Linked DNA regions of Sus scrofa: region 2 is linked to region 1. A link is a contact called in public HiChIP or PLAC-seq data. All regions are on one chromosome and are shown on one strand. Each heading gives the region's core, a stretch centred on a gene start, on an enhancer-like site or on the middle of the called end of the contact. The rest is flanking DNA. Distances are from core to core; before and after follow the strand shown. Region 1 holds the start of CLEC12A (C-type lectin domain family 12 member A). Region 2 holds the start of LOC100520491 (killer cell lectin-like receptor subfamily B member 1B allele B).

Region 1 (6,462 bases), core at 905-3,404:
ACTCCACTCACCCTTGACGACACCCTCAACCAGACCAGGTGTTTTACCAACTAGTGGGACCAAGGTACCCATCAGTCAGGGGCCTAAGCCCCTGGCAAAATACACTAATTCTTTTTTGTTTTTTCCTGGAGATGCTTCATTTATTTTTCACCCTCAGATGCTACAGGCTATTTTTGGTGGCGCTAGATATTAATAATGACCAGTGTAACTTTCCTGACTGTTAAACAAACTATCCCACAGCAAACTTGCCTAAAGACATCGTGGTGACCTTTTAACATACACATTTTCTAAAATATATGCTCAAAGTACAAAAGATCCACATTTACAAGAGTATGAAATATGGACAATAGCCCATTTCTAGTGAACTTACCTATTAGCTGTCAAAATTTATCAGGGGACTGTCAGGGGACATCCTAGTGGGTCACCTTCATTGCAAACACCTGCTTCACTTTCTCTCTTATGCAACAATAGTCCTACATTCCCCTGATAAGCAGGTTAATTAGCCCTGTCAGGATTGTGACTCATTTTCTTTTCCTGTTGTGTTCCTGGCATAAGAAGCCCAGGGTAGCAGACATAGCTTAAAACTTAATGAGGAGCTCCCACTGTGGTTCAGTGGGTTAAGGATCCGATAGTGTCTCTTTGAGGATGCAGGTATGATTCCTAGCCTCTCTCAGGGGGTTAAGGATCCGGCGTTGTCACAGCTGTGACATAGGTGGCACACGAAGCTTGGGTCTGGTATTGCTGTGGCTGTGGAGTAGCCCTGCGGCTCCCACTCTGGTTCAACCCCTGGCCCAGGAAATTCCATATACCACAGGTGTCACCATAAAAAGACAAAAAAAAAAAAAATTGAATGGGATTCTCACTGCGATGCCTGAAGTGTTTCCACTCTGGAAACCAGGGCTTCTAAATTAGCAGATGTTAAAATGGTAAGGACGTAAGCAAAAATTCCCCTTCTACGAAGGCAACCATGCATTTTAGAAAAGGAAATGATCAGGCCTTTCGGAAAATACTAGACTCGGGCTCTGATCCTATACTAATTCCAGGAGACCCAAACTTCACTGTGGCCCATTCGTCAGGGCCAACGGCGGTCAGGTAACCAGTGGGGTTTTAGCTTAGGTGGGTGTAATGGTAGGCCCAGTGTGTCCCTGAATCCATCCTGCGGTCATTGTCCATTTCCACAATGCACAGTTGGAATAAATCCACTCAGCAGCTGGCAGCATCCACCCTTAAAGGACATTTGGTCTTGTCCAAAACAAGCATAAGCCATTTGCTCCATGAGCCATTTGATCCACACCAAAAAGTCCTCGAAACTTGGTCATATTTAGTTCTGTTCCAAACCATCTGGCATGGACAAAATATGCTCATCGACATTTTGGACAGGACCAAATTTCCAGGACTTTTTGGTGTGGATCAAATGGCTTATAGACATTTGGCCAGACCCAGATATCTGCTAACCTCCAGACCTGCAGAGCTATTTCTGGAGCTTTGGGTATACTGCCCATAGCCATCTGTATGCATACTTCCTGGCACAGTTCCTATTCTAAATCCCTTACTATGCTTCTTGTTACTAGAGAATCTAAGTGTTCTCTTGGTCCTCTAGGCACTCCTGTACCTGGATAACAGGGTGACTGCGTGGGACTTATCTCCTCTCTCTGTGCACATGTGATCTTGGCTCAGGCAAACCTCTCTATCAGGACCTGGAGATGTACAGAAAATCTATGCCAGGCCACTGGGGCTGACTAGCAAGGGTTTGAGAATTGTATCCTTTCTCCTCTTTCTCTCCTTAAAAGTGTTTCTCCAAGAAATGCTTGTTATATCTGCAGCACATAGCACTGGTGATTTGCAGCCCTTGGCACAACGCTAATAATACCCAAACACAGTTTTAAAAATTACTTTCTGTAGTTGGTAGACACAGAGAAATGAGAAAAGAAAGAGATAAGAGGAAGAAAGGTGTTCCTTCTTGTAACAGCACTCTGCTCTCTTTAGGGTGGCAGCTTGTTTCCGGATATGTGGGTGATTGGGACTCGATTTAAAAACAGAAGTTTTTAAGTTTAAGCTTTGGTTTATAAACGGAGGTTAAAATCACAACTCTGATCACCATCAAACTGTGTTAGTTCACCCTCGTTTTTCTTTTCTTTTTTTTTTTACAGTTTGTCAAGCTTTCCCTGCATAGTCATCAATGTCTGAAGAAGTCACTTATGCAGATCTAAAATTCCAGGACTCTGGTAAGAAAGAAAATACCCAGGAGTTTGGCAACTTTGGGATAAAAGGTAAGATTTTGAGCTATGGCTGTGTTGTGAGGTGGATAAAATGTGGAAGGTGGCAGAAGTGTAAGGGTAGATGCCTTGCTCCTTGAGTGTTAGTGAATTGACAATAACCTTTCAATTTGAATTTTTAATTTAAGCCTCTTATTTTTTACCAAAACTACCAAAAATGACCATACAAAAGGATTTTAAAGGATTTTTTAAAGAAAATAAGCAGTGCATTTAACACACAATCTTTTATAATTTTTTTCAATCTATCACAATCATGATTAGGCTAGGATAGTATTTTCATATGACTGGATTATGAATTATTTTTCCCCCATGAAAGAAAGCCATAGAACTAGGAACATGTTGTTCAGGAAAGTCTTGGGTTTGTATGTTCTTTTTTAGAAGAAAATGCTAATTTGTGTGTGTGTGTGTGTGTGTGTGTGTGTGTGTGTGTGTGTCTAAGAAAGAGATAGGGAGAGAGAGCCAAAGAAAGAGACAGAGAGAAGGGACCTTCAGAGGATTTTATTTTAGTTTTTACCAAATAAAGCTTTTATTAGAATTTGCTAATAGAATTTTTAGAATTTTTCTTACTTCCTTTGGAGATCTCTTTCCAACTTATTACAATATGGAAGAGGTTAAGTTACCTGAAAAGACACATCAAAGACTAAAGGGAGGAAAGAAATAAATATTGGAAGATACAATAATTCAAATGCACCCTGTACCTGGAAAGTTTGTATTTTTTAAGTCAAATTTAATTATGATATAAATGGACCACTTGTGTTTACTTTCAGTTTATGCTTCAATAAAGTATCCCTAATGTCCCAGAATACCCATACTTAAAATCAGTGTGTATAAATTAAATGGTAGATATAGAGAACACAAAGAGTTAACAGAAGCAGTGATATTAGGAGAAAAGAGTAATAGAAAAATACTCGTGTATTCTTTCATTGGTTTTTTACCTCTAAAAAATGTAGCATTCTTTGACGTTCTACCTTACTGTGAACCGAATTTTCACTGTTTAATCTTGGATCCACTTATCATTATCATTCCCCATTTATCCATTGTCATTCTCATTTATCATGAACATTATAAATCTTGATGAAGGATAACAGCTTAATTCTGTAGCCTTTTCCTTGAATACTGATTTTTTTTTTAAAGGGCAGGATGCTAAGGATGTCACAATACTTTCTGTCTTAATTTTCTTGTTTGTATTTCTCTTTTTATGGTGTGAGAGGAACATACCATAAACGCAATACACCGTAATTGCTCTTTACAAATCCTACCACGTCCCTTCTCTTTTCCTGTCCTACTAATCATTCTCATTCTAAATTTCCACTTCAGAAATTCTTTGACCCTGAAGAAATTTTTCATCCATGTCTTGTTGACTTTCTCAATTTTATCTAATTTTCTGATTATTCAGTCTATAAAGACTATATAATGTAATGTAAACTTTGTATTATATAACGTCTAACCTGACTCTCTTATACATCTCTTCTTTGTGTTTTTTCTAGAAAAATTCCAATTCTTGTTAAATTTAAACATCCACTCACCTGTGCCCCACCTGAGCAGCTGAACATTTTCAGTAAAAAATACACACAAAATTTCAAGCCCAGTTCACTCTCACTTGATGAGCTTTGCTCCTACTTCATTCTACCCCTTTTCTTTCTACTGTCCAAATTTCCATCCTGCCATATCCTCCCTTGTACACTCTGCCTTACTTCTAGATAATATTTACAAAGTTCTTATTTACTCTTATCAAAAGACAGACCGCCTCATCTGGTTCTAAATTGCAATCCAAGTGTCCTTCTCAAAGACACTTTTTCTACAATGTTCCCCCGTCTCTCCTGTGTCATCGTTCGATCTCCCTCCTCTAGTTGATTATCCCTCTTCGTGCACCAACATACTCTGCTATGTCTATTTTAACAAAATGCACTCCTTACTTGACCACTCACATGCCCCATTTGTTCTTCCATGTCTTTGTTTCCTTTCACAACAGAGCTTTTTGTAAGGTTGTCTTTGGTCACAAACTCTTGGTTCTCCATCTCTCACTCTCTTTTCAATGGACTCTACTAGGCTTCTGCTCTCCTTGTTCCATGGAGACCTAGATTCTTGTCTGGGTCACAGACAGCCTCCCTGTTTCATCCCAACAGTCACATCTCTGCTCTTGTACTACTTGACTTCCCTGCAGCATTTGCAGAATTGAAAAGAGCCCCTCTTCTTCAAACACTTCTCTTTGCCCATTTCAGGGCCATCTCTTCACATTTCCTACTATCACAATGGCTGCTTCCTCTGTCTTCTCCTTGGACTTTTCCCCTGGGATCAAATTCCATATGACAGAATACTTCAGGGCTCTCTTCTGGATCCACTTTTCTCATATCACTAAATATACTTTGTCATGTTGCCTCATTCAGTTATTTGGATTCAAATACAATGATTCTGTATAACCTTTCCTTGGACGTCCAGATTGGAAAATACAAGTGCCGATTTTCATATGGGTTTCTAATTTCATTTCAAATTCAAACTGTCAAAAATAGAAATATTTATTTTTCCTCTAAAACTGTTTCCTGGCCCCAATCATCCTCTTCTCATCAACTACCAATATAAATAAGCACAATCACCAAGTGTCTGCTATGTGCTAACACTGTCGTAATAGTATCACGAATCTCTCTCTCTTTTTTTTTTTTGTGTGTGTGTCTTTTGAGGGCCACCCCAGGGTAGGGGTCTAATCGATGCTGTTGCTGCAGGCTTATGCCACAGCCACAGCAACGCCAGATCCGAGCCACGTCTGTGACCTACACCACAGCTCATGGCAATGCCAGATCCCTAACCCACTGAGCGAGGCCAGGGATTGAACCAACCTTGTGGCTCCTAGTCAGATTTGTTTCCTCTGCGCCCTGATGGGAACTCCACAAATCTTAAATCACTTAATTTTGATACTTCATGGCTTGTTTTTTTGTTTATTTATTATTATTTTTTTATTTTTTATTTTTTTTATTTTTTTTATTTTTTTGTCTTTTTTTTTGCTATTTCTTGGGCCGCTCCCACGGCATGTGGAGGTTCCCAGGCTAGGGGTCGAATCGGAGCTGTAGCCACAGGCCTACACCAGAGCCACAGCAACGCGGGATCCGAGCCGCGTCTTCAACCTACACCACAGCTCACGGCAACACCGGATCGTTAACCCACAAGCAAGGGCAGGGACCGAATCCGCAACCTCATGGTTCCTAGTCGGATACGTTAACAACTGCACCACGACGGGAACTCCCTGTTTCTTTGAACCAAGGCAGAAACTAAGACACCGAGAGGCTAAGTAACTTGTCCAAGGTCCCACAGGTGATAAGCAGCAGAACCAGGACACACTAGCCCCAGAGAATATGCTGTGCTAGCTGTACTACATATACATGTACTACATATACATAATGCTGTACTACATATACATGTGTATATACTATTGTCTACCAACTTTATCAAGTAGAAGATCCCTCAAAACCTTTTATAAATTTGAATTAGAGATTCTGACTTCAAGATGTATTGTTAATCTATCCATGGGACATCACATTCTCTAATACTAGTAAAATCAAGCTACAATTCTCTCACGCATAGTGTACTGAAATAGGGTTCTTGCTCTTCTCCCTGCTTCCAACACTGTAGCCCTACAGTTTACTCTCCATGTGCAGTAAGAGGGATCTTTCTATTAAAAAAAAAAAAAAAAACAAAAAAAACAAAAAAAAACTCAATTATGTTCCCCTCCTAATTGCACCCTTCTACTGGTTTCCCAAATAACACCAATGCCCTTACTCTGGCTAACAAAGCCTGTACATAATCTGTCTTCTGGAGTTCCCTTAGTGGCTCAGTGGTTAATGAACCCAACTAGGATCCATGACGATGCAAGTTCCATCCCTGGCCTTGCTCAGTGGGTTAAGGATCTGGTATTGCCATGAGCTGTAGTGCACGTTGCGGACGTGGCTGGGATCCTGTGTTGCTGTGGCTGTGGTGTAAGTCAGCTGCTACAGCTCCGATTGGACCCCTAGCCTGGGAACCTCCATATGCTATGGGTGTGGCTCTAAAAAACAAACAAACAAACAAAAAACCCATCTTCTGACTTTTTCTTTGCTCTCTTCTAACATCATTTCTCGCCTTGGTCACAATTCTTTAGATACTCTGAATCTTTTACATTTTTCAAATAGGTGAAACCTTTCCCCAAATTAGGGTC
Region 2 (6,217 bases), core at 1,988-4,487, 180 kb after region 1:
GAAAACTATAATTTCTCTCTGTCTCTGATATAGATGTTGTCTTTGCTGACAAAAATCTCTTGACCCTACTTTGAACAAATTTCTGGGCTGATAATAAGTCAATGTTTCAGGTATTTTTGACACAACTTTCTAGTTAGAGACAGGTCCCTCTACTTGTGCTTCAACCTCAGTCTATGTGTATTTGAAGTGAATGATCCTATGGTTTCTTTTAAGGTAAAGTTTTACTCTTTATTTTAAAATATAGTTCCTCTTTTTGCAACTGACAATGCTGATTTGCACAACTTCCTTTTCTTAGATATTGCCTGATATGTGGTTAATTTCTTAACACACCGTATAATCTGTTCTGTATCTTTGACATTTAACATTATGGACATTAATCTTTTATTGTGCTTTTGTATCTTATTTTTCTGCGTTGTACCTTAATAATACTGGTAGAAAAAGGGGCTTTTCCAAATTCTTAAGAATGCATACAATTTATTATTAAATATATTTCCTTAAGCATTACTATTTTAGTCCCTTTTTCTAAACACAAAATATCTATTTTAATGGCACTTAAATTAATTAATGGAAGAAGAAAAATAAAATAAAGCACCATAAAAGGGTGAGGAAGAAGTTAGAGAAATACCATGGTAAATGTAAAAGGAAGCCGGTGATGTGCAAGAGAAAAATAGGCGTATTTACAGTTTAACATGTTACAATATCCCATATCCTATGATAGTCCTTCATATCGTATCTGTTGTAGATTAGAATATTGGCATTAAAAGATAAATTTGTCCAGACTTCTTTAGCTGCTACCTTTTTTAAGTCAAGATTCAGGCCTAGGCTTTTAAAATTACAAAGCCAACACTCTTACAATGGACTATGATGGAAAGTTGAAACTAAATAATACAGGAAAAATGAAACAAACTAATTTAGCCACATAATATTCACCTTGAAAAAACATTTTAAAAGAATATGATATGAATATAAAGATGTTTAAAATGGATAGCACTATGGATTAAGAAGAATCAGACTTAAAATCAGTCAGAAAATTTAGCAAACACATGCAAAAATGCTTTCAGATATTACAGAACAGAAAGCTCAGGACTGTGTTCCTTCAGAAAAGGGAAGCAAAAAGAGTTCCTGTCCTGGCTCAGTGGTTAATGAACCCAACAATTATCCATGAGCATGGGGGTTTTATCCCTGGCCTTGCTCAGTGGATTAAAGGATCCAGCATTGACATGAGCTGTGGTGTAGTTCACAAACATGGCTTGGATCCTGCTTTGCTGTGGCTGTGGTATAGTAGAAAGAAATAAAATGAGAAAGAAAGGAAGAAAGGAAGAGAAGCAAAAAAGAAGAGCGCTAAGATGACTCCAGATTTCGCTGGGAGTGATTTTCCATAATACAGAAGCAGGAAGAACTATCCAAAGAGAGCTAGCAGCCTCATTGAAATTGAGGAGACAAAGATAAGGGTTTGAGGAATCTGGGGCAGTTGAGAGAGTTAAAAAAAAAAAAAAAGTTCCCTTAATTCTACTGAATACTGATATTCATAGAGTTAGGATGAAAATGCACAAGTCTGGGTAAATGACATCAAAGCAGTTATCTGCAGACCAATTCAAAATTATCAGATGCCACTTTACCCTGCCCCCGTGGGACAGCCATGAGCAACAAGATGAAAATTAACAAGTGTGATAAGGCTGTGAGGAGACATACATTGACAATGAGAATGTGAAATCTTTTCAAGTTTTACGAGAATTTGTACTACTGATTTTTATATATTCCTGTTTTTGAGGTGACAAAATCTTGGGAAATCATTGAGTTATGATGGCATTTCAACATTGATCCTCCTCAAGCTCAAATCAGTACTCTAACCTAATGATGACTTGTCTCTGGTTTACTGTCCTTTAAATGTCAGCTCTATTTTCTCAGAAGTTGTGTGTTTACAATGAGTTAGTGCTTTTCCTCAGTGTGAGCGGTGGTCTGTCTCTTGATTTTGGTGTACGTGTTTTATTCCAAATAACTAAATCTGTAGTCTACTCTGTACGTGTGCTCTTAACTGTTAATTTTGTTCGTGATTATTTTATCTTGCTTGAAGACTGATTCATACTTCTTCATTTGATAAAGATAGGGTTTTTTCCTGCTTATAAAAAAAAGACTGTAAAATGGTGAAGCCTCAGTAGAAAATAGTTGGACCATTTTCAAAAGTTTAAACATAGTTACTAAATGACCCAACAATTCCACTCCTAAGTATATATCCAAAAAAAAAATCAAATCCATATGCAAATGTTCATAGCAGCACTGCTAATAAATGCCCCAAAGTAGAAACACATCAAATACCCATCAAATGATAAATGTATAATCAAAGCATGATATATCCATACAGTAAGATATCCTTCTACTATAACAAGGAATGACATACTGAAATACTACAATCTGGATGAGACTTGAAAACATTGAATGAAACAGCCCGACTCAAAACTGTGTGACAGTCTACTTATGTGAAATGTCCAGAATCCTCACATCATGTCAACTATATCAATATAAAGATGTTACATAAAAATCATGCAACTGGCAGCCCCATTATTCTTCTTCTCAGAAGAACCTGTTTGTTCACTGTTCTAAATCATCACTGGTAAATATTCTTTGTCTGGGATTAGTAGCCACATATCTTAAATGGCTTCTGTTGCCTTTTTTCTTTCAAGGAGGCTAACTTGGATTTCAGCACCTCCATTAGTTCAGAGATTATAGTGAACTCCTCCAGATGTAAGCAGCACACTAAAAAAAAAGTGCTTTTTTTTTTTTCTTTCTTTCTTTTCTTTTTATGGCTGCACCTGCAGCATGTGGTTCCCAGGCTAGAGGTCAAATTGGAGCTGCAGCTGCCAGCCTCTACCACACTCTCAGCAACACCAGATTCAAGCTGCGTATTAGACCTATGTCACAGCGTGTGACAATGCTGGATCCTTAACCCACTGGATCAAGGCCAGGGATCAAACTCGCATCCTCACAAACATTATGTCAGGCTCTTAACCCAGTGAGCCACAACAGGAACTCCAGCACCTAAAACATCTTGATCTTTTCTTTTAAGGTCCTTAAGTAAAGAGACGCTTAAGGTTCATCTAAGTAAACATGCAGTCAGATATTTCCAAAAACATTGCTTTGCCACAAATTGATGGCTGGAATAAGAAAATGCTGACTATCCTGTCCTCCTACTAAATTTAGAATCTCCAAATTTAGGACCTGAAACATGCAACACTATACTTCTCTAATGAGTTAGTGCACAGTGATAAGCAAAGAAAGTTCTCAAACATCTATTTTCCCTCTAGAGTAAGGTTTAGTGTCTATCAATTCTTTCTATTCCACTCACAATAGTATCTCTCTCTCTTTTTTTGTTGTTCTCTCCCTCAAATTGCCATTCTGCTTTGAAGAAAATACTAGAAGGTCATAGAGTTTCTGCCGGAGAGCGTGTCTAAGAAAAAAGAGGAAGTGGTTCATAGTTAAGTAGAACAATATCTTCTGTAATATCATTAAAGATTAAAATGATTCCAAACATAGGCGGAATACTAACTGTAGAGCAAAAAACTACGGCTTAAATAGTCCTTTTCTTCTATGACATGCAAGGGTTCAAAAATCTATTACCTTGATTAATAAGGCTGAACACATTGCTTTTGAGTGTTATTCATCGGAGAAACAAACCAAACTCGGGAGAGGGGAAGAAAATCATCCTTATCAATTTATCTAACTTACAGGAAGTTTGCCAACATATGGGACTCCCTTCAGCAGAATATCACTAGTGGGCTTCTCTCTCGTTTTAACATAGGCAATGGCTGGAGATATAGTCTATGCTGACATCAACATTGCCAGGACTCTTTCTTCGGAACATTCCTCTTCAGTACAGAGATCCGGTAAGTTGGATTTAGGACTCATTAAACTTAATACTTTACTTTTAATTTCCCTTATTGCTGCCCTGTGTCTATATTTGCCTTACTGGAAATAGTGAAGAGACTGGATTCAAAGCAGAACTTACTGAATGCAAGAATGAAAGTCAATGTTTTTAGTGACACAAAATGTTCGTAAAGTTAATTTTAATTTTAGCCTTAATATGTAGAATTTCGCTTTGGGTTTTCATAGACCCTCTATTCTTTATATTTGTTGTGGTGAACATTTATTATACTTACATCAATCCTCATGTCTCCTTTCTCCTCTACAGCTTTACTCACTCCAATCAAATCTTCCCTTTTAAAATAGTTTGATCAATTTATTTACACTGAGGAAAATATCTCTGGCAATGATTCGCAATGTTATTTATCCTTTTGGAATTTGAATATTGGTAGGATAAAAATGTTAAGCTAAAGACACAAAATATTAGTATTTTATTTCCTGAAGTTTAGGATTGATGACTGAGTAAGAGAATATTTTTGGAACATAAATAGATAGGCATACAGCTAAAGAGAACACTGTACCTTAATCACAAACCACCTCGAAAATAATAAATTTTCAAATCCAGTGTATTTTCTATATACATTATATACACATGAAGCATTAGAGAAATTTCTGTATTTCTTTCCTATTCTTTCCTTTAGGGTAAGAATTTTTATATTATAAACTTTATTTAAAATGTTTAAATAACTTAAAATCTCCTCATTGTGCTTGGCCTTGTGGTGTAAATCTGATGTTTTGCTTTTCTATATTTCCCAAGAATGCCTTTCTTCTCCTATATTTTTAAGCTTGCAGTTATCAAATGAATCTGAGGTGTAGTTTTCTCTAGTTGCAAGAACATGTTATTTCCTATGTTTAAATATTTTCTCTCTGCCTTGCTGAATAGAGGCTTATCTCTTTTCTCCATAGACCAGGAATTTTCACTTTAAATTAGCTAATGGAACTTAGTTTAAAAAACTATGTGGACTAGAATTGTATTCTTATTTGCCCATTTCCCCCCAAATCTCATATAATTGGTCAGTTTTTCTAGAGATTAACTCACTTCAAGCAACAAAACCCATATATATATATATATATATATATATATATATATTATATATGTATAATTTTATGGCCACATCTCCAGCATATGGAAGTTCCCAGGCCAGGGACTAAATCTAAACCTCAGCTGCTACTTACACCACAGCTGCAGCAATGCCAGATCCTTTAACCCACTGCTCTGTGCTGGGGATCAAATCCCACACCTCTGTAGCAACCAAAACTGCTGCCGTCAGGCTCTAAACCCACTGTGCCACACCTGGAACTCCAACAAAACCAATATTTTTGATTCTGCATTCTGAGATTTAATTTCTTCTGATGATGGAAAGAACATTACTCTTTTCCTTGTTTAAAGATTTGGAGACAACAATTTTAATGCTGTCTAGTCCAATATTCTAATGTTTAAAAAAAGGAAATATGACTATAATAAAGATTAAACTACTACCTATAGTCATGCTTATGACCAGATGTCAAATTTCTTACTACTCTTTCACTGCACATCTCTATTTTGGACAAATGCAACTTCTGCCCTCATGCATCATATCACTGAAGAGAGAAAGAACTATTTGATACCTTGGTTTGTAAATGTCCATGGAGCCCCACACAATTGTCCAGGGCCTTTCTTCCTAACTTGCTAAATGTCACTTATTTTGCTCTGGTTGTTGACTTTCTTTTTGTTCTTTAAATTTACCATATTCCTTCCCATTTCAAAGCCTCATCTATGTCGAAAGCCCCTCCCCAATCTCTTCATTTTTGTATTCCCCGCACCCCTCACGATATTAAGTACATAGCAAGCAATCAATAGATGCTTGGTAGGTGGAAGAATGTATAAATGGACAAATAAACTAATGGATCTCATTAGGTACTTAATAAATATTAGAGGTTTTTCGGTTCTCCATGATATAAAAAACACGGCTACTACCATGAAGCTGAGTGAAATATGGGTGAGAAGTGTGATTCCACTAAGAATACCCCAGGCTATGATTTGGGAATTCATAGCGTTCTTAAATTTTCCTTCAGCTGCCTAAAAATATGAGCTAGCATCCCACATTAGGCCTTTTATGAAGTTTGAAGATTTATTCTTTAAGTTTTTAGGTCTGTAAACTCAATTCTTCATATTAGAAGCTAGTGCTGGGACATCATCACCTTCTTCTTCTGATTGCCTTGATTGGTACAATTTGAATTGTTTTGCCTAATAAATGAAAACACATGGACTTCTTTAAAGTTTTGAGAATAAATTCCCACTAAAGATGTTTTACTTAGC

What was found. HiChIP or PLAC-seq counts read pairs in DNA pulled down with a chosen protein or histone mark.
Region 2: an H3K27ac HiChIP or PLAC-seq map of alveolar macrophages shows a contact between it and region 1. The contact joins the promoter of LOC100520491 here to the promoter of CLEC12A in region 1. A contact is called at or near these places in 2 of 47 Hi-C or Micro-C datasets (alveolar macrophages and skeletal muscle) and 1 of 2 datasets of contacts at active chromatin or transcription factors (alveolar macrophages).

Annotation. Positions count from the first base shown.
Region 1 is chr5:61,920,903-61,927,364 of Sscrofa11.1, forward strand. It overlaps CLEC12A (C-type lectin domain family 12 member A), which reads left to right and starts at 2,155. Exons shown (of 6, transcript NM_001301669.1): 1 at 2,155-2,270. The coding sequence starts at 2,180.
Region 2 is chr5:62,103,462-62,109,678 of Sscrofa11.1, forward strand. It overlaps LOC100520491 (killer cell lectin-like receptor subfamily B member 1B allele B), which reads left to right and starts at 3,238. Exons shown (of 6, transcript XM_003481689.4): 1 at 3,238-3,881. The coding sequence starts at 3,800.